Regions from separate parts of the Mus musculus genome. Here all the other regions are linked to region 1. A link is a contact called in public HiChIP or PLAC-seq data. All regions are on one chromosome and are shown on one strand. Each heading gives the region's core, a stretch centred on a gene start, on an enhancer-like site or on the middle of the called end of the contact. The rest is flanking DNA. Distances are from core to core; before and after follow the strand shown. Region 1 overlaps Rfx8 (regulatory factor X 8). Region 2 overlaps Slc9a2 (solute carrier family 9 (sodium/hydrogen exchanger), member 2). Region 3 overlaps Il18rap (interleukin 18 receptor accessory protein). Region 4 overlaps Il1rl2 (interleukin 1 receptor-like 2).

Region 1 (6,827 bases), core at 2,161-4,660:
TGTGGAGGAGAAGGTGGAATGCCAGGCATCTTCCTCTGTTGTCCAGCTTCTTGCCTCAAGACAGGGTCTCTCACTGAACTGGAAGCTCTATGTTTTGTCTAGGCTTGATGGCCAATGAGCCAGCCAAATCCTCCTGTCTCTGCTCCTTAATGCTGGTTTTACAGGCATGCACAGCTGTGCCTGGCTGTTTCTGTGCATGCCTGAGATTCAATTTCAGACCCACACTCTCACCACCTAGACACCCTACGTAAGCTCTCTATTTTCTTTTCCTCCCTCCCTCCCTCCCTCCCTCCCTCCCTCCCTCCCTCCCTCCCTCCTCCTCCTCCTCCTCCCTCCCTCCCTCCTTCTCTTCTCTTCTCTTCTCTTCTCTTCTCTTCTCTTCTCTTCTCTTCTCTTTTCTTCCTTTCTCCTCCCTTCCTTTCCCTCTCTCCCTCCTTTTATTCTGAGACCACCGACGTTCTCTATTTCAACATGACAAATGACTGTAGTGCCACCCAGATGTCACACTATAGTGTAATGTCAGGACACTGATGGCTTTTCAGTGCCAGACCGGACTTCTCTATCAATCAGTTACCCCCTGCAAGGCTCAGGGAACATCTCAGAAAGGGGTGAGGAAAAAAAAAGTAAGAGCCATGAACTGCTATCTTCTGGATGTAATGTGTCCGTTGTGCTCATGAGTTCACAGCTACACAAACACACAAAAGATGGAGCCATCCAAGCATCCAGTGTGGATGCAGGAGGGGCTCACCAGGCCCTACCCCTAGCTTAGGAGCTATTGGCATTTGATGGCTGCCAGAGGAGGAAGAGTCACCTTTTTCTGGGGATGTGGCCACTGACAGGTTGCTTGTGCTACGGGGAATGGCCCTCACTTGGGTGCATATGGAGAGAACACACTGGACTAAGAGGAGTGTGTTTGGAAGCTCTCTGGAGGGAGCGGGGTAGATATGATGAAAATGTAATATATACATTATGAAATTCTCAAAGGATAAATTGTATAGAGATACAAATGACTATAAGAATATAAAAGTGCATTGTCATGAGACATCAAATGGAAAATTCCTGAGTGCCTGAAACGTAGAACAATTGGTTTCTTCCTCCTTCTTTTTCATGTCACAGCCATGAAGTGAACAGCTTTTCTCCAGCACACACTCCATATCAGGACACTCTGCTTCACCACAGCCCCAGAGGCAGCGGGGCAAAACCATAAACGTTTATAAAAGTTCCAAAATGTAAGCCAAGGCAAACCTTTTCAATTTTTAAGTTGATCAAAGCAGGTATTTTGTTACAGTAACAGAGAGCTGACTAATGAGAAGCGTATGTATCCGCCCCTGAGGATACAATGAGATGCCTTCTTACTGTTGCCAGATCCCCAGGCGTCACGTGCCAGTTCTGAGTTACATCCCTCAGGAAAGTTTGCTGGCTTGCCTTTTGTCCTTTCTACATACTCTGTCACCCCTCCCAGGATGTCCTGTCCTTCTTTTGAAGAGGTTTGATAGTGTTCCATACCCTCCTGAGTCAAATCCAAATTCCGAAGGCTGGCATTAGCATGCTCTTCACACTTGGCATCTGTCAAGACCAGTCCTCGAGGCCTCCACACTGTTAGCCCTACCTCTCAGGTCAGATGCAAGCTACACCCCAAGGCGAATCCTCTCCCAACGAGGATTCTGTGCAAACCTTTGTACCAGGCAGAACTATGGTGACACAGAACACCCATGCTCTAATCTCCAGATACTGTGACTCTGTCACTTTGCGAGGCAGGGGGATCTCGACACAGGGAGACCTTCTCTTGCATGTCAAACAATCACAAGAGTTCTTGAAAACAGATGGCTGAACTCAGCTCAGAGAAGGACTTGGCTTACCCTGTGCTGGCTTTGAAGACAGAGTGTGGGGCTATAAACCCAGGAATATAGGTGGCCTTTAGATGCTGGAAAATTCCCCCAGCCTGCAGTTAGAAACCTGCTCTACAGACACCTTGACCTTAGCCTGATGAGAACTGATGGGGGGACTCACACCCCACAGGACACAAGACAACCATTCTGTGTTGTTCAGAGCACTGACTTTGTGTTGATGTCTTAGAGCGGCCACCTCACCTGTGAGGTTCTCCCTGGCCGTCTGTCATAGCTAAAATGAATGTCAGGCTAAAGCGGTCAGGCAGGAGCCCAGTACTATAGGGAAGACAAATAAGAGGCTTGCAGCTGGGTGTGAAATAGTCAAGCTGACTGGATAAGAGGAAGGACAGGATCCAATTAAAGTAAGTCAAGCCAGGCCGGGCAGTAGTGGCACATGCCTTTAATCCCAGCACTTGGGAGGCAGAGGCTGGCGGATCTCCGAGTTCGAGGCCAGCCTGGTCTACAGAGTGAGTTCCAGGACAGCCACAGGGCTACACAGAGAAGCCCTGTCTCGAAAAACCAAAAATAAAATAAAAATTTAAAAAGTCACAAAGCACCTTGACCCTTCTTTCCTCTGGCTAGCTTCTCAGTTTTATGGATAAATATTATTTTATTTTCTGTGTATAGGTATTTTGTCTGCTTGCACAGGTATGAGCACTATATACATGCCTCGTGTCATGAATCCCCAGGAATTGGAGTTACAGACAGCTGTGAGCTGCTGTGTGAGTGCTGGATCGAACCTGGGTTCTGTAGGGGAGCAGCCAGTGCTCTAACTCCTGAGCCACCTCTCCGGGCCCCTGGATGGTTACACTTTTTGATGCATTCTTGCATCTGACTTGAACAGACATTCTGAATTGTGGCTAAGGATGGCTTGGCTCCTAGGAAAGCTTCTGCCAATACCAGGAAGGAGATGACTCGGGGGAGAGAAAGAGCACCCTGAGACTTGGAAGTCCAGACACCATGGGTCTGCAGTCAGCTCAGTCGGCTTCCACAGCATGGCTGATGCTTAGCCAGCTGCTGAGCATCCACGCTGCTGGCCTGCTCTGCCGACCTGTGTCCTGGGGTGAATTCCTGGCAGTATAGAGACTGCCAGGGCACTTGGCGGGGATTCAAGAGGAGAGACCAGCCCTCGTGGGTAACATCTGACCCACCACAGCCCCTTCTGCAGTTCTGGACTCTCTGTCCCTCAACACAGTCCCAGTGTCTTTCTGAGTACAGACAATACTTTTCCAGCACAAGGCCACGAGATTTTGTCTTTATAACTTTTGGGTACTAGTTACCCCCCCCCAAATGTTTTAAAAAGTGGTTCTTGTCAGTGAGATCGTATCTGCTAGCAACAGTTCCTTCTAATCCCTATATTGATATTGTAATCAACCTGTGAACAGACTTTAGAAGTGGAACTCTGGGAGGTGGTTAGGTCTGGAGGGTGGGGTGGATATTCATTAACTGGTTCACTCACAAGTATGAGGTCAGAGAAGGCTCTGCTACCCAGGATCAGCAAAAGCAGCCTGCTGGCCACAGCTCAGCAGGCGCCCTCGCCAGAACCACCTGGAACTATGAGACATCAGTGTGTTTAAACTGCTCAGTTTAGAGTAATTTGCTTTAGCAAACTTAGCTGAAATGGGATCAAAGTCCTGTCATGATGTCTTAGCCAACTAAAGTGAGGCTCAACGCACAGTGTCAGAGATTGGCTATTAATAGCTCCGATGTCCTGATTCTAAGAGTTGAAAGAATACCATAGAGGCATGTTGCAGCAAATTAGTCACTAACCACCTGTGTACCCTTTAGAATTCTACCTCAAGAAGTACAGCTCTGCAGTGACTGCAGCTGAGCAGTGTGGTCCCCAAGGGCAGGGGCCAGGTCTGTCCTAGCTGAGAGTGATGTATGCTGGACACTCAAAGGCGAAACCAAAAGGGTGAAGGAATAAGGACACAGCTGACATGCGATCCCTAATACTGGTGGATTTGTTAGAATGTGGCTATTTTATACTCACTGTTTCTTCCTGCTGGAGAACGTTGCTATAGTCAGGAAATTTTCCGAAGGCAATAAGATTGCCACTGTGTAAAAACAGACAACAGAGAAACCGTATGACTAAGATACCCGTCCCGGAACATAAGAACAGAATTTCCTCTGCAGCGAGCTTATTTGTTTGGGGTAAAACTCTTTATCAAAAACTCATCCTCCAGGTTCCTGTGCACATATGGTGATTGTCACGTGCTTGGGGATTTTTTAAAAGTTTATTTCTGTATCTGGGACAACCTTGGAGTTTAATTTTAAATGCTTTGTTCCCTTCAAAAGCAAGGGTCTGACATCATTAAGGTCACAACTTCATTCCTGTGGGAAAAGAAAACCCACCGTGAAAATGGAGTCTTGCTGCTTTCTGATTTGGTGTTTTCCACTAGTGACCCAGACACGAGAGTGGCGTTAGGTGATAGATGCAGCGGGACATGCTTCCACAGAACACAGGAACTGGGGGGTTGATGGTAGATCTGTAAGCTCCATTTGTCATGTCTGTGGGGCTGCCATGTGTGTTAAGAGACATATACAGTAGACAACAGACTTCGTCCCAGTTGCACCAGGAAATGTGCCCCCTCTGGGTGTGAGAGAGGCGGGTGTCTTCTTCCCTGTCTGCCCCAGGGCTAAGGCTAAGCTGAGGAGGAGGCGTGGCTTAGAAGTTTCATCTACCCAAGTCAGCATAGTCCTCTTGCCCGAGAGTGCAGAGCTGTAGACTAGATTGTCTCTCTCCCCTCAGAGCATGGAGCCATGGTCAGGAGGACACCTAGGAGCGTTGGCCAGCACTGGCTTTCACTGCCTCCCAGAAGCCTCTCTTCTAAAAGTTTGTGTCATGGTGTCAGTCTGTCCTCCCTCCTGAGTATTTGATATATACATAAATGTGAATGATAATGTTTCTGCACAGTACTCTAACCGCAAGTGTGGTAGACTACCTGAATACAAGCCCTTCAGGGAGGCACACCCTTCATCCTGTGGTGAGAACTGTTATCGAAACATCCATGTTACTTTGGACATTCCAAATAGCTCATGGGATATGGGCTCCATGTCCCAGAGATATAGAAGGGTGGATTCTGCAAAAGTGCTAGAAAAAGGAGAATTTGAATGTTTTAGGAATTTCATTTAGGGCTTGTATTTTGGACTAAACTGTACCCCTCTTCATAGACTGCAGTGTTAGCCTCACTGTAGCTATAGTTGGAGACAGAATTGTGTGTGTATGTGTGTGAAAGAGAGAGAGAGAGAGAGAGAGGAGAGAGAGAGAGAGAGAGAGAGAGAGCACTTGTATGCTCTCACACTTGAAGCCTGAAAGAAGACTAAACTTTTGAACAGTGTTGAAACTATGAAGGTTTTGGAATGAATGCACTTCGAGTTATGGGGCAGCCATGAGCCCATGGGGCCAAGGGTAGAATTTTATGGTTTCAAAGTGGTCAGCTATCCAGTTGAAGAGGGTGGGCTTGTGATGGTGAACGTGGATCGATCGCCAACTTGCCTGGCTTTAGGAACACCTGGGCCTTAATGAGACGAGCTTTGGATGCCTATGTATGCACCCAGAACCCCCGAGTAGGAGGGAAGACCGAGCCTGAACGTGGCTCCACCATCTCCTGGGATGGAGTCTTGAACTGAATCAGGAGTGGGGAAGGCAGAAAGCCATGTGAGCATTAGGCTTTCTCCATTCTCTGCTTCCTGGCCAGCACCTAAGACAAGCTTCCTGCTGCGGCACCTCCCCCTCCACGAGGGAGCGTATCACTCCAAACTCTGGGCCAGCACACCTGCCTCTAGGCTTTTTTCCAGTGAAACAGGAGGAAATACGATTTCTCTACAATCCTACATTGTGCCAACACAGAATTCCTGGATCTTTTCTGTGCAGAAATGAATACAAGAACACATATAAGATGATATTCAGGTCCATTTATCCACCCACCGACCTTCCCTCTCTTCGTCCAGTCTGCCCATTTATCTATTCATCTTCCGGTCCACCCATCCACCCACCCACTCACCATTCATCCGTTTAACTATCCATCTGTTTCTCACTCAGTCACACTATGCATGTCAAGTGTCTATCACAGGACAGGCATTTTGTTAGCTCTTTGCCAGCATTTTGTAGGGGGGCATAGTTGTGATCAAGATATAACAAGAGCCTTTATCATCATCATTGTAATTATCACTATCACCAGCAGCAGCAGCATCACTAATAGTCTGGTTTTGCTTTTTGCTTTTTCGAGGCAGGGTGTTTCTGTGTAGTCCTGGCTGTCCTGGAACTTGCTCTGTAGACCAGGTTGGCCTCGAACTCAAAGAAATCCACCTGCCTCTTTTTCCCCCGAGTGCTGGGATTAAAGGCGTGTGCCACCACCATCCAACTAAAAGTTATTTTGAGAGACAGAGGGAGAGAGAGAGAGAGAACAGAGGACTCCTGAGGTCTGGCCATAAGTCTCAGTCAAAAGTGCTGGTACACACAGGACCTGGAAGACTGGACACAGGGAACATTGCAGACATTGGCTGTGCTTGAACATGCAGAGCTGGGCTAGCAAGTTAAGGCTGTGGTAGATCTGAGTTCCACTTTCCCTGCACTGGAGTCTACTGCCACCCAGGCTCAGCACAGTGAGAGTAAGGTCAGAGGGGGTCTGAGGGGGTCAGAGGGGAGGAGTCCAGGGTGCCAGACAAGAGGGCTGTGTGTCTCTGGGCTCACTGGCCCCTGCGTCATTTCCCCAGTGCGGTTCTGATTCAGACAATGAGGACATTTATTAGGCCCTAAGCCAAAGCACAGTTGTTGCTAAATTATGGCCACAGGGAAGCCACACACAATATCAGAGCTGGCCTTGAAGAGAAGGAGGGTCCACGTCCTGCCGGGCTGTCCCAAGCCTCTGGCAGTTTCTAATCACCAGAGCAGAATAGAGAGCAAGCCTACGGACCAGCGGTGGCCCTGTGGTT
Region 2 (6,827 bases), core at 2,990-5,489, 1.0 Mb after region 1:
TCTTTCTCAAATATAAGAGTTTTCTTGAGCTCATCAAAGCTAGGATATGTTGTACTTTACATTTATATGTATTAATCTTCATTACAAATAAAACATAATTCAGAATTTATTCATATCACTGGATCATATCACAACATGCTTAGCCTCCAGAGTCAAAGAAATATCTTAGAAAGTAAAATTATTAAATGTCAATCTCCCTGCCAGCTGTCATGACTCAAAAGGGTACTTCCTAGCATGGTAGCGATACACACACTAAGAGAAACACTCCTTTCTGACCCACTTCAGGTCTGCTGTCATCTTTGATATACATACATTCACTGTCATCTTCCCACATTAAAAAAAAATCATAGTGGTAAACACATTGAGACTGTTTTGTCCAAGATTTATGTCATTTGCTTATGAGATTTATTAGATTTCTCCACTTTATTTTATGTGTGAGTGTTTTGTCTGCCTGTATGCATGTGTGCCATGTGAGTCCTGGTGCCTGTGGAGGTCAGAAGAAGGCACTGGACCTTCTGAACAGTCTCCTAGTTGCTAACCTCTATGCACATGCTGGGAATCAAACCCACATCCTCTTCAAGAAAACCAAGCCCTCTTAACCACTGAGCCATCCCTCTGGCCCCACAGCTGCCTTTTATTTTGATTTTTAAATTCATACAACATTAATTACATTTTGATTGGAATAGTAAGCTGATGACTTCTACGATAGTCTCAATGTTGTGTTCTGTGTGGTTTAGTGAGGGGCTGTTTTAAAATTAGATTTTTTTTCCTATGTGAACATGAGAAGAGCATAGAAAGTAAAAGTATTAGTGCCATGTGCTGTGCACATACCCAGGCATGAATGTGTACGCACACAGACAGACACAGACAGACACAGACATCACAGACAGACACAGACACACACACACACAGACACACACACACAGACACACACAGACACACACACAGACACACACACACAGACACACACAGACACACACAGACACACACACAAACAGACACACACACACACAGACACACACAGACACACACACACAGACACAGACACACACATACACACACACACATACACACACACACACACACACAGGATGATCAAGATGTATACATTGTGGCATTAAGTTCTTCAATACTGTTACTGTGTTTTGGCTACATTATCAGTTCTGACCTGTGTAGAATTGACCACTAAGAGGGGCTATTTGTAATTCTGCTAAACTTGACTTTATCTGGCTCATCTCGGTATCTTAGGTGGATACTGACTTAGTATTCTTCCAACTGAGTTCCTCCTTTACAGCTTCCTTTGCGGTTAAATTTGATCTTTTGTATCATTGTTGTTACTCAAAATAGAAATGACTTTTGTAATCCTTTCTCTGTAGAGATGTTTTCATACCCATATTGCTCGCCCATGTCTCCTATATATTACTAGGAAATCAGCCATATCATTTTTATTTAAACGTGCTTCATTAAACCCACATAACTGGGTTTTCTGTCTTTAAAAATTGAAATCTCTGCAGTTTAGATCAGGAATGTTACTACATTTATTGCACTGATTTATTGGGGCTCGTTTTAATCTGTGCTTTTACTCCATGTCTTTATTTTATTTTCCCCCCAATATTTTGACTTTGCAGCATCTTTCTTGTTTATCAGATGCATTACTGCCCCGTCTCCTCTCTGGCCTTCCCCTCTTCTTCCCACTCGGTCAAACATAGCATTTGCTGTTTCCATTGTTGTTATTCGCCTGTTCCCAAAGATGCTTGAGAGTTATACATTTTTAAAATCCCATTTCAAAGTTCAAATTATTTCATAAGGGGTTTGTATAGGTAACATTTGTTTAGATTGATAAATGTGTTGAGCATGCTTTCTTTATGGTCGCTTCCACCTATTCCTTCTATATTATTTCCCTTCTCCGTGCGTACACTCTTCAGTGAATACTTCAGGGACAGCCTTGATCTCTAGCTTTGTTCAAGCTATTTCTCTTGGAGGCATGGGTTTTACCCAGGGCTTTGTAAGTTCTAGACAAGTGCTCTTCTATTCTCTGTCCTAGCCCTTTGAAAATGTCATTAATTTGTTTATAGTCTGCAATGAAAATTATACTGAGTTATTTTCGTCAGATAGATAAATGTCATTGCTTTCTGCCTTCTCTCCTTTGGTCCATTATGTTACCTGAATTTTAGCCGTGTGTGTGTGTGTGTGTGTGTGTGTGTGTGTATGCATACACACATGCATGAGTGAGTGTGTGTGTTTGTGTGCTGTATGTATGTGCTCATGAGTGTGCATGTGTGTATGCAGGCATGCATGTGCATGTGTGTGTGCATGCGTGTGTATGTGTGCATGTGTGTATATGTATGCATACATACACATATGTATGTGTGGTGTGTGTGTGTATGAGTGTGTGTGCAATGTATATGTGTGTGTATCTGATTATTTCTGATATTCAGCTGCTGTCTCAAAGTGTCTTTCAGAATCTATGTGATTTTTTCTCCCATAGAATTTATTACACGCCTTAAAAATTTTTGTTTTCTGTTTTCCTTTCTCTGTCATTTATTTTTGTATTTCACTAATCTTTTTGTTTCCAATTTACCATACTGCCCACAGTACACTTTTAGTTGATAGTTAGTCTACTCGCTAGGCTTTTAATCTTAATTGCATGTTCATTTCAACATTTCTGTTCCCTTTTCATGTCTGTCTGCCTTTGGCTCATGCTGTTTTGAAACTGCTTAATTTTCATTCTTCCTGTTGTTTTTATTCGTTTACATTCATGTTATAGATTCCATCAGCATTCTGTTTTTTTCTTCCTAATTTAGAGGTGTAAATTCTCCATTGACTTCCCTTTTGGATATTTATGCCTTATCTTGGCTGTATTTTTTATTTTTATTTTTTTTTTACTGTGAGCTTAACTTCACCAGGGGATGTTTATTTGGTTGAGTCTGTGGACCTTCTAACTTGTTCATACAAAATGGTTCTCAGCATTTTGTTTTGGTGGTGGGTTTCAGTGTGTATTTCCCAGTTAGTGTTCTTGTATGGATGAAGTGAGTTCTCTTTCTGTCACAGCTAAGTTTCTTCCTGGCCCAGAGCCACAGAGAATTGTCCAGTTTCCTCTCCTTTTCCCCTGGCTACAGGCATTTTCTTTTGGTGCTATTTTTTTTTTTTTTTTAATTTAGGACAAAGTAGTTCTTTGAGAGTCAGGAATTTAGGCAAGAGTCCTTCCTCAACTTGTAAAGTCTTATTACCTGTTTTCAATAGGTGTTAAAATATCAGGTCTCAGCACAGGGGACCTGGATGCAGCTCTGTCTGAAACTCCCCTGGCTTACTGTGACCTAAACACCCACTGATATCTCCTGGGCATTATCTTCTATGTTGACCCAGGTAACTAGGCACTGATATTATAATTTGTACTGAGAGGAGGATTTGTTTACATCTATATTGTTTAATACTGTGATGATTGTTTGTATAAGGTTTTTTAAAAGAAATAGCCTTTAAAAATGTAATTAGCTGGTTCACTAATGTGTGTGTGTGTGTGTGTGTGTGTGTGTGTGTGTGTGTGTGTGTGTGTGTGATTTGTATGTGTTGTGACTAGGTGCATGGTACATGTGTGGGGTTCAGAGGATGAGCATAGAGTCTCGTCTCTCCATCCGAGTTGAAATGAGTTACAAGGACTCAGGTTAATTAGATTTGCATCTTCAAGCAGCAAGTGCCTTCACCCTCACTGACAAATTTTGCCTTTACAGAAAGATTTTCATACATTGTTTAAAGTTAATGGCTAGGCTGTGATGGTTTCTCACTTGAAGAAGAGATACCTGTTCTTTCCTCACTCAAAACAGTTGGGCCTGCAGAATTTGATTTGTTGCCTTTGTTTTAGTATTTATATTTCCTTGCCTGTGTGAGCTGAAGATATGTAGAGGAAAATATACCCCGAAGTACCTTAGAAAGAGGGCTATCCCGTTCTATGTTCCCATTCTAGTCTTAGATCTCAGATGAGTCATTACCTCCTTGGGTCTTCTATTTGATTTGTCAAAGGTGGGCCATATGTCTGTCCCTTATGCTTACTAGGTCTATTTGGACAACGGGAAGATACTGTGGATAACCAAGCTTTCCCTTTTTTAAGAAAGCAATAGGAACAGAACCCAAGAGAAGTGTATGTTTACTTTCTGAAATCGATGCGCGGCCATGGGAGGGTTGCTGTCTGAGTGGCGCCTGCACAACTATGGCTTACTCACTTGCAATTAAGTCTTTTTAAAGTAATGAGTCATAATTGAGGTGCTTCCTGAAGTAATTCCTTACTGTGTCCGTCACCCGTCACAGGCTTTATCATCTTCTTGTATAAAGTTCACTTCTTGTTTGGAGGTGTCTTTATCTTCTTTCACCTCTCCGCTCATCCCCGAGACAGAGATGGTGATTTTCTTTAAGCTCTCCATGTGACTCTGCCTGACTCACACTTGACAGGCAAATGCCATATTATTTCTTCATGTCAGGATATAGATGCTTACACTGAAAAGAAAGGAAAGAAAGGCATGATTGTATTTGGAAGTGTGGCTTATTGGTAGGTCATTCATTCATTCATTCATTCATTCTTCTAGCCATTAATAAGAACCTGGGTTGGATCTCTGTAGAAAACCACTTTAGAGATATGTACAGGTTTTCTTTTGTTGTTGTTGCTCTTGTCATTTGAGTCTCATGTAATTCATGCCGTTCTTGACTCTTCTTTAGAGACAAAGAACTCTTTATTCTACTGCGTCTGCCTCCAGCTGGGATTACAGACATGTGCTACCACACCCTCACAAGATTTGCTTTTCCATGTAAAGTACCTCAGGCAACCACGGGGCCATGAAATAGCTCCATTTCCATATTTCTGTGTCTCAGTCAGGGATAATTCTGCTACTACTCCCAATTCCTGGACTGGTTTCCCAGGATCCCGTGGCTGGAAAGCTGAGCACTATAGTGAGACCAGCCTTGTCTTTTCTTGCCCCAGTGCAAGGAAAAAATGGATGAGACTCTCATAGTCTCGTCCATAAGATAATAATAGCTCAGCGGGACACAGCATTAGTTCAGCCAGCCATTGGCTACACGCTTACTTAAATGGTCACAGTGCTACTCAGTTCTCATAGAAGTGCAAAAATGTCATCCCAAGTTTCAAAACAGAAGAAAACATGAGGTTTAGGGAGTTTAACTACATTGCCCCAGACACCCCAGCTGGCAAGTGGTTGACATGGGGCCACAATTAGTTCATCATTCTCTCTGTGTCTCTCTGCCCTCTTCTTGGAAGAAAAGGCATATTGAATTCCCGGTTGGTCTCAGTGTCTTCGAGGCCTGTTTCTGTGCAGAAACAATGGATCAGAAACACTACAGAAGACCTGGATCGATATCAAATACTTGGATATGAATGGATTTTTTTCTTGTTATCATTATACTATGGTATGGTATAGTATAGTATAGTATAGTATAGTATAGTATAGTATAGTTTAACCGGCATTTACATTGCCATCTAGAAATGAATTAAAGTGTACAGGGGGATGTTTGTAAGTGTATGCATATATTGTACCAATGCATGTAAGAGACTTGATCACTTTCAGCCAATGTCCAGAAACCTCAAAGACCAATGGAGTCATATGCTCACTGTGGTCTCCAGAGCACCTTGGTGGAGCTGATCTGCCCATTCTTTCCTTGGAGACAACGAGCTGTCCTTGAGACTCATGCATGAAACTTTCATCGATTTTGACTAGGGTAGACCATCACCATAAAATCCGACCACAGTGGCCATTCTGCCTGCTTCCTTCACATGGTAATTGTGAAAGCCAACTAGAAGAATACACAGAAACAGCTGGTGGTCTAGAGAGAGGAGTAATATGGTTTCCTAGCAACACTCCAAGCTGGGTAGGATGGGAAGAGCAAGGAGGGAGAATGCATTATGAGCGCTGACACTGGAACACACTTCTGGAATTTCAGAATCTCAATGCAGCCTTTTCTTTTTGGTGGTATAGAATGCTTATGCTTTGAGATACAGCAACCCTCCCTGCTCTGTGATTTACATCCCACAATTCTATTTACCTGTGGTCAAGCGTACTCAGGGATGAATCATCTCATTAATTTCAATGGTCTTATTTCTTTCAAGAGAGAATAATTGCATCAACCTAATTACTCAAGTAAATTCCTGTAGCTATTCTATTTATCAGTAGCAATTGTTGCTGAACTCATACACTGTCTAACTTATAAGTTCAAATTCATCGTCGGTGTGAATGTGCATGCAAAACATAATACACATTTAGGGTTTCATACTATTTCTGATTTCAGACAGATCTGGGAATATGTTCCTGTGGGTTAGAGCGAGAATGCTAAACAAATTTAATGTGTTAAGGAGTCAAAGTAAGAGGAACATGGACTACAATGTGGATTCTTAGGAATATTTAATGTGAAAATTTCTAAATACTTTTTTGTTGTTGTTGTTGCATACATGTATCCTGTGTGACAGACTATTATGCACATTCAGGCACTCACAAGTGACGTGCATAAAAAGATGTGGTCATTATGAAGGAAGAGATGGTGTCTATTTAACTCATGGTCTGGAACTACTTGTGGTACATATTAAAGAGCCAACAAATAACTATTATTAAGTAGGTGAATAATAATGAGAAAACCTTTTGTTTCTCCACACTCACATTGTACAGTAATTAAGGTAATGGTACACCCAGTATGACACCTGTGGTTTGAATTTATTGTCCTGGCACATATATTATTCATTTGGCCTTTCACTCTCAAATATCTTAGCCTATCCACTTGCTTATGATGGGCATTCTATTCTTGAATGTACCCTACTGGTCCTCTCAATTCTG
Region 3 (6,827 bases), core at 1,644-4,143, 850 kb after region 1:
TCACTTGTGCCTACTAGTGTGAAAATAAAACTATGTAAACACTATCTGTCTGTCTGTCTATCTATCCATCCATCCATCTATCAAATATCTATCATCTGTCTATTATCTCTCTCTCTCTTATCTCTCATCTATCATATTTATTTAAAATTCAGAGGCACTCCATTTCTCATTTCTCTTTATGAGGCCATAAAGTAAACTAGATATACAGAAGATTTAGTCAATGATGGAATTATATATAATAGTAGACCCCCTAAGACTGTATCACCTAGTGATGTTAGAGACATATTGCCTGTGTTAAATACCCTGTGATGTTTGCACAATGGTTTCAAATACCTTAGACCATGTTAAAGTGTATTTAATTTAATTTAATTTAATTTTTTGAGACAGGATCTCATGTATTTCAAACTCTCTATGTGGGAGAAGTTTTAATTTCTCAAATGCTGAAATTAGAGGCATGTACCACAATATCCTCTGTATGTTTGGGTTTGAACCAAGAGCATCATGCATTCTAGGCCAGCACTCTACCAACTGAACAATATCCCAAGCTTTCATATTTTGTCTTGGTAAAAGGGACATCCACTGTGCTGAGCACATACTCTATTACTAGGCCAAATCCTCAGCCCACAAAAGGGTTTTTTTTTTTTTTCTAAAAGCAAACTAAAGAGGGTGGTTCCTGCCCCACCAAATCTTCAACTCTGCTTTTATTCGGTGCTAAGGAAATGGCACCATAGCATAGATTCTGGCAAAAGAGAATAGGTGACATGGCTCTACCCTGGAATAGAGCCTTAGAGGAGAGATGTCTGTCTTGGAATACTAGCAGGCTGAAACATTTTATGATAACTAGACTTCATTTGTTATCTGTGACTAACAGACTCCCCAGAGTTTATAGGAGAGAGAACTTGACCAGTTGAAAGGAAAACTGTAGACCTTCAGAGCCAAGCCCTCCAATGTCTAGAAAAGTAAGTCTCTATCCTAGAGCAAAGGATCTGGGACCCATCATGGCCAGTCAGACATGTCAATTGGAGATGTGTCCTACCAATTTTCTGTATTAGAAACCCCTCCAGATAAGAATCCACAGCATGTTCTCTCTAGTTTTTCAAGGATTTCACTGGACTAATGTAATATTTTGAAAAGTATAGATAAACAGTAAAGGAAAGATTTTACTGAGGGAAACGCCATTCAGCAAGAGGTTCTAACATCAAGGAACACATTGGATTTCAAACGGATGCTGCATGAGACTCTACGTAGGAGAAGTGAGGCAGAGCCCAGATTCTCAAGCCACCCCACCTGTGGATTTTAGTCTGCTTTCCAGGAGTGGCGAGGTGACTCTGGCCTTCTGTGAGGGAGGCCCCATCTCCTAGGTATATGACAGAAAACCTCATTTCTCAAGGTCACCATAAGGGACAGATGAGGTAGAAGCCACATGTACCTCAGAATGTGTGGCAAGCAGAAAACTTCTGTGGACTGATTGTAGGCTCACAGCGGCATGACCCATCTGAACATGGTCCCTTAATGTGACCACTGAATGATGCAGACATAGAAAATGGGAACTAAGTAAATGCAGAAAGTCAGTTTTCTGGGTGGGTCAGAGATCTGGGTGCCAGGCTGGAGGTGGGACATACTAAAGTCACACAGTAATGATGATGTCACTACTGTGGCCAGCACCACTCTTCCTCCACTGAACTTTGCCCCTGACACTACCAAGTCAGGATGTTCATATCCTGACTCCTTAGAGTTTGTGTTGTGAGGAAGGAAGAGATTAAAGAGTCCATAGTCAGTGCTCAGCCAAGTACCTGGTAGCAAGCCTCAAGAGGAATTAGGTGTGGTGTGGTATGATGTGTGTGTGTGTGTGTGTGTGTGTGTGTGTGTGTGTGTGTAGGTGTGTAGGTGTGTAGGTGTATGTAGACATATGTGTACTTGCATTTGGAGGCTAGGGGTAAATCTCATCTTTCATTCCTCAAAGTTCACTAATCTTGTTTGGGGTTGGGGGTGGGGGGCAGAATTTCTTCCTGACTGAACTAGGCTGTCTGGCCACTGAGCCATACGGATCCACTTCTGTCTGCTTTCCCAATGCTGGCATTACACGTACACGCTACCACACCTGGCTTTTTACATGTGCTCCGGGGATTAAATTTAGGGCTTCATGCTTGGGAAGGAAACAGTCTACAGAGGGAGACTGTTCATAAATTATCAATATTCTTCATTCCCAAAGGGGGACTCTTACAGTGAAGTCCAGAGGAGGGCCACACGTAACTTGTGCTTTAGTGCAAAGCCTTAGCAGATTCCATCCATTGATGAAGAACAAGCCTCCTCTGTCTGTCTCTGATCTTTTACAGTCTTCTTACGAGAAATTCCTACTGGCTCTTCGTCAGCTTTCTGAGCACAGCTTCACGAATGGCAGTTGATCTTCCTGAGTGGGTGTGAATTTCCCCCTCCTTTTCTAGAATTCAATCCACTTTCAAGAATGAAGTCATTGAACGTACCATCTTCTTGAGAGAAGTTACCCAGAGAGATCTCAGCAGAAAGTTTGTTTGCTTTGCCCAGAACTCCATTGGGAACACAACACGGACCATACGGCTGAGGAAGAAGGAAGAGGGTAAGCCTAGAAGTTTGTTCCCAGAGATTGACAACTGTTCTTCTTGAAAGGGGAAGGGGCATTTTCCCAAAAAGAGCATCAGTGTTAGCTGTGAAAGCTTTCCAGACACTAAAGCACTTTGCCGTGGTAGTTCCTTTAAGGCCTTGACTATGACCATACAACTGACTTTGACCTGAGCTTTGTAACAACTAATTTGTGTGCAGAAGAACCCATTACTCAACTCACCCAGACTTTCTGTTCATGCTGTTGCCCATTCATATAGCCTTCCCACTTACTCATTCCCTAAAGCACTCAATTAACCTACTTATCCCTCTTGTACCTACAAGAATCCCCAGCCCCACCTACCCCCACCCACTGGGACAGCCCAGTGTGCAGACATCACTTTCTTTGCCATTTGCCCCTGCTGGCTTCCAGAGACCATGACAAGAACTCTGAGAAATGCCCATGAGGAACAGTTCCATCCTTAGCAAGATGTCCAGGGATGAGGTTGGGCCAATCATGGACTTGCTCAGTCGATGACTGGAACACAGTCCAGCAGAGTAAATGTCCTCTGGCCATAGTGTGACACTGTAAGTGTGCCATGACGGTAGCTTTCCTATGCAGATCCCTTATTTATAAGTTGAGTCATGGAGGGTGCAAGGTGCTGATGTGACTCCTAGTCTAGGAATGTTTAGACTTCCATGGGGATGAGCACCCGCAAATGTAATTTACAACAGGCAACAGGAAAGGTACAGATGAGCTCTATAGACATTTGTAGGAACAAAAATAGGTAAAATGACTCAGCATCGTAGGTCAGCTCATCAGGAATTTCCCATCAACCTGGCTCTCTAGAGTTAATTGTGGAAAATTCCATCCAGACTTGAGATGACAGAGATAGCAGCATGGCTTTCTATTACATAATAGGCTGTGTTGGTCTAGATGTGTTTGCTCAGATCTCTGTGTTTCCCTTAGTGGTGTTTGTATACATCCTTCTCGGCACGGCCTTGATGCTGGTGGGCGTTCTGGTGGCAGCTGCTTTCCTCTACTGGTACTGGATTGAAGTTGTCCTGCTCTGTCGAACCTACAAGAACAAAGATGAGACTCTGGGGGGTAAGAACACCCAGTGTGCCACTCCCTGTCTAAATGACAAGACACTGTTACTTAGTTATTCCCTATCTATTGGCTCTCTTTTCTTAGAACTGTCTTAGTTGTGATTTCACATGCCTCCTGCCAGCCAGAGCCCATGAGAAAAGTCAGAGGTAGCTAATGCCTGATAGGTAGTGTTTTATCTCGAAGGATTAGGTCCTTCCTCTTCTTCTTTTCCTCCTCCTCCTCTTCCTCTTTTTCTTCCTCTTCTTTTCCCCCTCTTCTTTTTCTTTTAATTTTTCTTCCTCCTCTTATCCTCCTTCTTCCTCCCCCTCCTTCTCTTCACCTTTCTCTTCTTCTTTTTCTTCTTTCTATTCTTCTTCTTCCTCTTCTAATTCTTCTTCCTCCTCCTCCTAGTCTTTCCTCCCCCTTTTCTTACTCTTCTTCTTTTTTCTTCTAATTTTCCTGCTCCTCTTCTTGTTCATCTTCTCCTCCTTCCTCTTCCTCCTCCTCCTCCTCTTCTTCTTCCTCCTCCTCCTTCCTCTCCTCCTTTTGCTCTGGCTTTACACCAGGAAAGACTGAAGAAACAATTCTAGCTCATTCTAGTTACCAGGAACCTTGTAGAAGATACTTTTGTGGGATTTATGGGACTTAGAAATATTCTCTTTGCTAACCAATCTGGGGTGATTCAGCAAGTGGCAGCTTTATATACCGCTCTCCTCATTCATAAAACAGGACTGTCGCAGCAGCAGGCAGAGGACAGTATGTGAGCTCACTGAGGCTAGACCTGGTTTGCCTTTAGACTGGTACCTAAGTATATAGAAACTCAGTATGGTCTGCGATGAATGTCACTTGAGGATGGGTCATATGCCCAGTCAGAGTATTGACTATTGCCATCTTCACAGTCCCCTTAGACAGAGAAAGATGAAGCCATAATCTTCGTATGAGACCACCCAAAGAGGCTGTGTCTTAACTTTGAATCTTTAAGTCTGGTTTTAGGAAACCCATCACCTGGGTTATTACCACATGAAAACAAGGCATGCCAGGTCAGGGATTTGTCCCAAACAAGTGTAAGTTGCACAAATTACAAGTCCTATTATTACCAATGACACTTCTGTTAATTCACCCACAAGACATGGTTGCAATACCCATCATGTTGTATGGGCTAGAATGCTGCTTTAAGCTTTGCTGGCTTCAGCAAGTCTCAGGTCAGTGTATTTGCAGTGTCAGTGACTGACTTTACTGCTTGGAGCAGAAGGTCTGCCTGCCGTGTAAGCACCTTCACTGGGAGGGTCCTCTGAGGCCAGTGGCTTTTGCAGGCTGAAATTACGGCACCAAGAAAAGAAAGTAAGAAGTGTTTCAGGTCTGAGTTCAGTTCCCCGCCCCCACAAACACACACAAACACACACACACACACACACACACACACACACACACACACACACACACACACACACCTGAACCAAGCTAAGAAAACTAGAGAAATACATGCATTTCATCTTATTTTAGATCGATTATTGATAACATCCTTTGAGTTCCATATAAGCCAACAGTGTTTTCAGAATTTTTGTTTGTTTAATTAGCCTTTTATATTTGTATGGAACAAATTCACTGAACCCCCCCCCCCCTAAGATTCTAGAGTTTAACAAAGCAGAGTCAGTTGATAGGGATCATTTAATTTTGTCTCATGTGATTTCACTTCTTGGTGATTTGCTCAGAACTGGGTTCTGGAGCACAGTGATTCAGCGCCCTCTGCTGGTCAAACGGATATTTATTTACAAAATGAAAGCCCAAGAGTTCATTGTGAATGTCTAAACTTCATTTAGAAAGAAATAACACTAGGAGGACATGTGTAGGTCCTCTAACACCACACTCTGTAAATTCATTGCTAAATAAGTTTATCTTTTTTTTGTTTTGTTTTGTTTTCCATTTTTTATTAGGTATTTAGCTTATTTACATTTCCAATGCTATACCAAAAGTCCCCCATACCCACCCACCCCCACTCCCCTACACACCCACTCCCCCTTTTTGGCCCTGGCATTCCCCTGTACTGGGGCATACAGAGTTTACGTGTCCAATGGGCCTCTCTTTCCAGTGATGGCCGATTAGGCCATCTTTTGATACATATGCAGCTAGAGTCAAGAGCTCCGGGGTACTGGTTAGTTCATAATGTTGTTCCACCTATAGGGTTGCAGATCCCGTTAGCTCCTTGGGTTCTTTCTCTAGCTCCTCCATTGGGAGCCCTGTGATCCATCCATTAGCTGACTGTGAGCATCCACTTCTGTGTTTGCTAGGCTCCGGCATAGTCTCAGAAGAGATAGCTACATCTGGGTCCTTTCAATAAAATCTTGCTAGGGTATGCAATGGTGTTAGCGTTTGGATGCTGATTATGGGGTGGATCCCTGGATATGGCAGTCTCTACATGGTCCATCCTTTCATCTCAGCTCCAAACTTTGTCTCTGTAACTCCTTCCATGGGTGTTTTGTTGCCAATTCTAAGGAGGGGCATAGTGTCCACACTTCAGTCTTCATTCTTCTTGAGTTTCATGTGTTTAGCAAATTGTACCTTATATCTTGGGAATCCTAGGTTTGGGGCTAATATCCACTTATCAGTGAGTACATATTGTGTGAGTTCCTTTGTGAATGTGTTACCTCACTCAGGATGATGCCCTCCAGGTCCATCCATTTGCCTAGGAATTTCATAAATTCATTCTTTTTAATAGCTGAGTAGTACTCCATTGTGTAGATGTACCACATTTTCTGTATCCATTCCTCTGTTTTATCTTTTGATTTATAGAAAACTCTGGGGTTTTTACAAAACCCTGGGAGGGTCAGAGGTAGATATGGTGTGTTACACATTTTTATTTTTATTTTGCTTTTAAAATCATTTCTATTGATATTCATCCACCCTTCCTTTTACCCTTCCCCCTCCTCAGTAAAGTCAATCTCACTTTTTAACCCTTTCTGCGTACTGGCGTGTCCTACTATCCTCCTCTCTGGAACTTCTTCTTTACTCTTATCTCAAGGTCTCATCATTAAACACACCAGCACTTACCTACAGGCCACACCTCAGAGTCTCCTCCTTTCTATATGGGCAGTCGAGTACCTCACAAACTAGCTTCTATAGCTTTGGGGGCTCTGAGCCTCCTGTTTTATTTGTGGATGGT
Region 4 (6,827 bases), core at 1,603-4,102, 660 kb after region 1:
GCACCCTCCTCTGGCAGCACCCTTTTGGGTTGTGGCAAGGTAGGGCGCTGCTTGGTTCCTCTTCTTGGCGTTCAAGAGTTCTTCTGGAAGCAACCGGGACCTCCCTTTTGGAGTAACTGATTCTTCCCCTAGCTGTCTGCTCCCTTGCCTGTCATCAGAACTGTACACTCTCTTAGCAGAGCAGGCATTGAGTACCATATCAGGAACTCTCAGACAGACACAGGCCCTGGCTTCAGGAGCCCTGGGAAGGGTCAGATGAGGACTGTCTCACCATCGACTTGCACAGCCCATGTCTGGGCAGAAGGCCAATGACTTTTATCAGTTTTAACAGGAGTCCCTCTGCTCAGCTCCGAGGGTCGTATGGTGGGATTGAAACCCAGATTCTTCAGGGGAAGCCATGGGGGACATTTCAGACACAGTCAGATTGTACCTCATGAAGGTACCTGGATCCACATGCTCTGAGACAGTTTCCTTGCAGCTGGAGTCCTTTTGTTCTGGCATGAATACCTAGGGCTCCCTGGCTTTTAAGGAGACCATTTCTTCCCAACCTTCTCAGTGGAAATTAAACTATCCAACTTGTATACTCACAAGGAAACTTAGAGATGTGTGTTCAAGCAGTAGCCTCACGTTTCCCACCTGGCTTTGACTAAGAGCCACGTGTAAGTGTGGAGGTAAAACTAACCTTCGGCCATTGACTTTTCCCTGTCGTTTGCAGTTCCAGACTTCAGGGCTTACCTCTTAGGAGGGCTTATGGCGTTCCTACTTCTGGTTGTATCTGTTCTGTTCATCTACAACAGCTTTAAGATCGACATCATGCTTTGGTACAGAAGCGCCTTCCACACTGCCCAGGCTCCAGATGGTAAGTATGTGTGGTGGTCTTTGGGAGCAAAGCCTCAAAATTGCTGTCTACCTACTCTTAAGTGTTCTTCTCCTATTGTTATATGTGGGTAATCCTTTCTCCTGGCTGGAGAATTTAGTGTTCAGTGTCTCAGGAGGACTTCATGTGCTTCAGAGAAATGATTTGTCTGTGATTATCAGCTTCCTTTGCCAATAAGCTGGAACACAGGTAGTGACCAGGAAATAGCCACTAGGCAGCAGCAGAGGCTAGTGGTGGGCCATCCTGCACTAGAAAGCAATGGGCCAGCTACTCTAGGAGGCAGTAGGCCAACCTGATTTAGGAGGCAATGGGCCAACCTGCTCTAGATGACAGTGGGCCAACCTGCTCTAGGAGGTAGTGAGCCATCCTGCTCTAGGAAGCAGTATGAGAAAGATCTTATTTTCTGGGTCTGTGAAGCAAAGAGATGTCTGCTGGAGCAGTTGTGCATATATTACCCCCTTCTCCCTCCAATTTAAAACTCAGCAGGTCATAGAGTGATGCTATCCTCTCTGTAAACCCTATACTTGGTACCTGAAGTAATTTATGTCTCTGGCTTCCAAAAAAGACCTGCCTGGATTTACTCAGAGCTCTCCACTGGGTGGCTGGGTGAGATATCTTCTTTCTCTCAGCTACAGAAGGAGGGTCATAAAGAGGGAGAGGAAGGCAGGGGGAGAGGGAGGGAATGAGGTACAGGAGGGACAAAGGAAAGGGAAGAAGCCCGCTTCTCTCAGTACTTAGCAGGAGCCTGAGGCAGGGGTCCTTTTTCACTGATCTGAAGGCCAAAGCTCTGCTCAGAGCCTTCACTGGTGTCTCTATCCTGCCGCCAATTTTTTTCTTTTCACACAGAAATGCCTTCCTGTGTTACAGAACCAAGATTTCTCTCCATTTAGGTTTTAATACAATCTGATTTAAACAAACAAACAAAAAAGTTTCAGAAGGAATTTGATCTAGTAAGGCCCTATGGAAAACAAAACAGACAAAACACCATTCAGTCTGCTTTGCTGTCCCTTATTTGCCTATAAAAACAATTAAAAAGACAAAAGAAATCCACACAGCTGGCGTGCACTGGGATGAGGAAATGCATGTCTTTTTAGGTCAAACATTTTTCTTGAACAGGAGCAAGGGAATGAGGCAACTCAGAGTCCAAACACATTCAGAGTAGCAGATCTAAAAAAAAAAAAAAAAAAGCTGTTTGTTCTAAGCAGCTGTTTGTGTACAAAAGTCGCCACACAGATTATTGTGTACAAGTTGTTGATAAAACACAGATGCTGTGATTCAAACTGTATTTAGCTAAATGTCAGAATTCAACAATTGGTAACCCAGAGGCTGGGTTGTAGCCCAATGTTGATGGCTGAATGAAAAGGAAGAAATAACTAGAAAAGGACTTGACTATTCCTCAGAGTGGTAGAGAAGAGAGTCTATTGTAGATAAAAGGGGAGTATAGCCTGGGGTGGGGGCAGGGACATCCAGGGGAGTACAAAGCCTTGTGAGGAGAGGGAAGAGCAGCTGATAACCAGCCTGGGCCAAGAAAGTAGACAAAGGGTCACCTAGAAGGTTGGAATATATAGGGAAGGGCAGCTGGAGGAAAGTCAGTTAGTTTATCCTCTTGGAGAGTTCAGGGTAGGGGCAGGGTATGCCAGTCCAGTCTGGAGGATCCTGTAACAGGTAGGGACTGAGGAATGCACGGAGAACTTGGCAGCCAGCACCTCAGCCCTTTGTCCCGGGTTTGAGATTTAACAGTGGTGAGATGTAGCCATGGTCCTTGCCTGGCCAGGCCAACACAATCTGAGGTGCTTGCCTGTCTCCCTGGCTGTCCCTTTGTGACGAGACCACAGCATTCATTTCTTCTGGAGTAGATAGGAGTGGTCTGCCTTCTATCTCCACTGACTAAGAGAATGTGACATGACGTTCTTTCATGTGGTGTTTCTGGAAGCTCCAGCCTCTCTGGCCCCTGCGTGTTCACACCTCTGACTCACTGTAACTCCCAGAAGTGTGAGTACAGCCTTGCCTTAGTTATTTATGGTGTGCACATAGTATGATAAAGCTGCCTGGCAGAGAAGTTGAGTTTGTCAGCAAGAGATGGAAGGAGGAGTGACTCACTCCCCCCTGTGGAACCGGGGAGCCCAACAGATGACACATCAGGACCCACTCCTCCCAGCTCAGCACAGCCAGGGGTGGTGGCTTTGGAGATTGGATCTGACAACAGGCCAGGAAGCCTCATGATTCTTTTGCTCTTATTTTTTAATTTTGGAAAGTGTTTGCTTCAATCTTCCCACCTCTCCACCTACCCAACCATTGTTAACTTTGGATAACGTCAAAGAACTTTGAATAAAGTCTCTAAAATGATCTAGTGATGAGCTTCCGAGGTTGATCATGAATCCTGCTGACAGCCTGAATTCTCTTGGGAAAATATTCTGGAACATATACAGTATAGTGAATATGGATGTGGAAGAGAGAGAGACATTATGTCCTTCTTGCCAAAGTTCACTCTAACCTGGTTGGTCAAGCCTTGCCACACAAAGGTAAAGATAAGTGACCCACGAGTTACAGTCTGGCAGCCATTCACAAGCCTGCTTGAAGTCAGGGAGTCCTGTATTTCTATGCTGCCCCAGGTGATGTCAGAACTGGCGTGTTAGGTGTACCCCAGTATCTGCAAGACTTGAATCAAAGAGTGGTCAGCAACAGGTCGGCTGAAAAATATGTGCACTGCTAGCTTTATTCCATTCAGACGCTTCTGTGCAGCGTGCAATGGACTAGAACAGTTAGAGCTAACCCAGCAGGTGTATCAGGCAACAAAAGATAAGGGAACAAACTAAGCACAGCTCAGAGTTGGTGAGAGGTCTTGGTCTCTAAAGGTAAAATTGCTTTCCTGACTAAAGCCACGTCAGTTAACTCTGGCTTTCCCCACACATGTTTCTGTGGTTTGTGAAATAACATAGATCATTCTGGGGCTCATTTCCAAAGACAGTTTCCTGTGGAGAGTCCCATTTACAACAGTGTTGTAATGTAAGGAATCTGGTGGCCTTTAGCATTTCCAAAGTAAACACAATCCTATGTGTTATGTGTGTTCACTTCAATGTTTTCTGTGCATGCTGGGGTGGACAGACAAGCCAGTCCTCAGGCAACTCGGCCACAGGACCTTAGATAAAGTATCTTTTAAATTCAAATTTTATCTATCGACTGCTTGATTTGCTCTGGAATGTCACATCAAGAGAGAAGGGAACTGGAGAAGCATTAGGCAATTTCTCATAAATATCAGTCTATAGACATGATCTCATTTAGGTTTTACAGACAGCAATAGAGGTGTGAACAGGTGCTTTTACGTAAAGGGATGGTTCGGTAGCCTCGGAAAATTAAAAAAAAACGCTTGGCCAGGCCAGAGATAAATTGCCACCTCTGCCTCTGAGAGACGTGGATATTGGGAGCAGCCACCAGCACATCTGAGTTTCCTCAGAACAGCCACGAGGGATGCTCTAAGTTCCGGGAGGTAACCGGTTCATCATCTGTGCTGCCTGTCACTGTTTCCTCCGCTGCTGCTCCCTTAACTTCATGGTGCGCAGCAGCCTTTTATTATGAGTGAGTGTGTGTGTGTGTGTGTGTGTGTGCGTGTGCGTGTGTGTGTGTGTGTGTGTGTGTCTGTGTGTGTGTGTGTGTGGTGGGCTGGGTAAACATCTGAGGCCTCAACGGTTGACTAGCAGCTACCTTTGGCTGTTGTCCTCACTGCCTCTCCACAAGGGCATCTGTTGTCACTCCATCTCTGGGTGGAGGAGGTGGGACTTCCTGGAAGGATAATGTTGGCTTTCAGGAGACAGGTCAAAGCCTTGTTTTCTTTGTTTCCTCGATCTGGGTTTTTTTTGTGTCCGTTCCGTCACACAGGACTTCAGAAAATGACTCAGTTCTAAAGGAGAGGGCTTACGCAGCACTGCTTTGTGGGGCTCTGGAAAGGATCTGAAAAGGCATAATTAACCAAAAGCGTTCTTGGAGCTTATACGTGGAGGCATGGAAATAGCTGCCCTATTTTTTTTTTTTCAAAATCATGTTTGGCCACCCCAGGACAAATGAGTGACTTAGGTTTAGAGAACTCTGCACACCTTTGAGAAATGGTGCAGCCCCGTTGATCTCAGCTTCCTTCCCAGAATCTTAGATTCAAGTGTACGTCTTGCAGTTTATCAGAAAGCGCCCCGAGCTACTATCTGATCCTGTCCTTGGGGCTAGAGAGATTAGCAGCAGTGACTGCTTTTCTAGAGGATTCTGGTAGGATTCCCAGAACCTCCACTGCAGGGTAATTCTGGCCTCCTTGGTGACACGTCCACACACATAAAATAGAATAATAATAATTGTTAAAAATTGGAGGGCTGTGTTAAGAAAGGCAAACGTGGATTCCAAATGTGTCTTTGATAGTGCTGCATCCCCGGTGCATGTGGAGAACAAGTCCTTTAATGACGCCTTTGCTCCAGATCTTAGTCTGAGGGTTGTGGCTCCGCTAGCTCAGTGGCCAAGTGTACTCACAGCAGCCTGGGTTTAGCCTGCAGCATGGAAAGAAAACACTTAGAAGAAAAGACATACAGTTTGGGGCCTTGTTTTGTTTTAAGTTTTCAGAAGACATGGGGCTTTGTCCTACCTCATCTCTCTCCATCTGTTCCAAGTATAGAAAGTGGGGGAGCAAGGGGAACTTGTGTCCTCAGATGCCTTGTTTTGAAAGAGGACTGGGATTCTGTCAAAAAAAAAAAGAAAACATTTGGCAAATGTAATTTCTCTTGTTTTCTATTTAAGCAAAGCCAGTGGAGGGAGAGTGAGAAGTTTGGAGGGGAGAGAAGCCCGTGGTGGGTGGTGGCAGCTGTGCCTGGGGCTGGGGAGGGATAACATTGGGTGCTAACCTGGGAACTGCACTTCCCAAGGAGGATGCTCCCTGATATAAATGGGGCAGCAGGCAGCCAAGGCTTTCTGAGGGTGTAAGTCTAAACACATCTAAATCTTTACATGAGAAGGCTCAATGCCTTCTTAAACAGTCAAGAAATAAGAGCTTACGAGATCTCCACCCCTCTGTCTCTTTATTCTTTCCTTTCACTCTCAAAATAAACAAAAACCAAAAACCAAAAAACCAAGAAAAAACCAACAGCAGCAACAACAACAAAAACAACAGCAACAACAAAAAATTCCAGAACTTTGGAAAGCCATCTATTTAGCACTAAATTTTATACTGGAAAAAGTCATTGGGGTTGGTTGTCTCCAAACACAAATCGATACCTCCTTAGTACATACCCATGATCCCTAAGCTGATTGTTTGGGACCCACACCCTCCTCTTCCCAAACCATGGATATTATTGTCGAGCTCGCTTAAGATGTCTGGTCGGTACTGGTGGGCTTCTCCCCAGTGCCACTTAGCTCTATAGCACCTTCCTTGCCTGACAGTGGGCAGGGATGCAGAAACACCGGTGCCAGCTTCTCTCTCACATATAATGCTGGCTTCTCTCTCACATCTGTAGTAACCTGTATTCTTAGATCTTTACTTTTTTTTTCTGATCTCTCCCCACTCTTTCTCAGCCAAGAGTTGTTACGCACCTCCTATGAATACTGTTTGCGAAGAACTCCAGACGACGAGAAATCTTTGTGTGTTCCTTTGGCTGCTGTCATCTTAAATGCTATCTACCATTTTATTTTGCATATGTGAGTGGTGTGCACAGTACGATGATGTGTCTTGTTCATCTTTGCCCTGGTGCACACAGTAATGGCTCTCATTCCTGGTTGTCTGGGAAACACTGTCATCGATGGACACATTAACCTTGTGTGCTGTACGTAGTGCTGGACTTCTCAATGATACGGGACAGATTGAGTCATTAAAATAATGAAGTTTCTGGTATGCCAGATTAGAAGCGACGACTCACCCGGTTTTGCTTGGCATAGTTAGTACAGGTCTCAATTGCCTACATCTGCAATTAGTGAGACGCAG

The links. HiChIP or PLAC-seq counts read pairs in DNA pulled down with a chosen protein or histone mark.
Region 2: a contact with region 1 is called in a FOXA1 HiChIP or PLAC-seq map of pancreatic cancer cells. The contact joins two enhancer-like sites. A contact is called at or near these places in 1 of 115 datasets of contacts at active chromatin or transcription factors (pancreatic cancer cells) and 1 of 9 other capture datasets (embryonic stem cells).
Region 3: a FOXA1 HiChIP or PLAC-seq map of pancreatic cancer cells shows a contact between it and region 1. The contact joins two enhancer-like sites. A contact is called at or near these places in 1 of 15 datasets of contacts at CTCF or cohesin (stem cell-derived epiblast-like cells), 14 of 484 Hi-C or Micro-C datasets (3T3-L1-derived adipocytes, B cells, cerebellum and 5 more) and 1 of 115 datasets of contacts at active chromatin or transcription factors (pancreatic cancer cells).
Region 4: a contact with region 1 is called in a FOXA1 HiChIP or PLAC-seq map of pancreatic cancer cells. The contact joins two enhancer-like sites. A contact is called at or near these places in 3 of 484 Hi-C or Micro-C datasets (embryonic fibroblasts, group 2 innate lymphoid cells and myeloid progenitors), 1 of 115 datasets of contacts at active chromatin or transcription factors (pancreatic cancer cells) and 1 of 9 other capture datasets (embryonic stem cells).

The regions. Positions count from the first base shown.
Region 1 is chr1:39,692,016-39,698,842 of GRCm38.p6, forward strand. Rfx8 (regulatory factor X 8) reads right to left here. Exons shown (of 15, transcript NM_001145660.1): 5 at 3,883-3,946. Among named protein-coding and RNA genes, the nearest start is that of Rfx8, 26 kb to the right of the region's middle. Within about 2 kb of position 3,411, at least 18 of the 459 cell types and tissues checked have an H3K27ac peak or open chromatin away from gene starts, as enhancers often do. A contact at or near this core is called in pancreatic cancer cells, where this site is marked.
Region 2 is chr1:40,687,497-40,694,323 of GRCm38.p6, forward strand. The region is part of intron 1 of Slc9a2 (solute carrier family 9 (sodium/hydrogen exchanger), member 2); the gene reads left to right. Among named protein-coding and RNA genes, the nearest start is that of Slc9a2, 9.2 kb to the left of the region's middle. Within about 2 kb of position 4,240, at least 5 of the 459 cell types and tissues checked have an H3K27ac peak or open chromatin away from gene starts, as enhancers often do. A contact at or near this core is called in pancreatic cancer cells, where this site is marked.
Region 3 is chr1:40,539,443-40,546,269 of GRCm38.p6, forward strand. It overlaps Il18rap (interleukin 18 receptor accessory protein), which reads left to right. Exons shown (of 13, transcript NM_010553.4): 10 at 2,445-2,596; 11 at 3,548-3,685. Among named protein-coding and RNA genes, the nearest start is that of Il18rap, 27 kb to the left of the region's middle. Within about 2 kb of position 2,894, at least 22 of the 459 cell types and tissues checked have an H3K27ac peak or open chromatin away from gene starts, as enhancers often do. A contact at or near this core is called in pancreatic cancer cells, where this site is marked.
Region 4 is chr1:40,356,104-40,362,930 of GRCm38.p6, forward strand. Il1rl2 (interleukin 1 receptor-like 2) reads left to right here. Exons shown (of 11, transcript NM_001356478.1): 9 at 716-859. Among named protein-coding and RNA genes, the nearest start is that of Il1rl2, 35 kb to the left of the region's middle. Within about 2 kb of position 2,853, at least 82 of the 459 cell types and tissues checked have an H3K27ac peak or open chromatin away from gene starts, as enhancers often do. A contact at or near this core is called in pancreatic cancer cells, where this site is marked.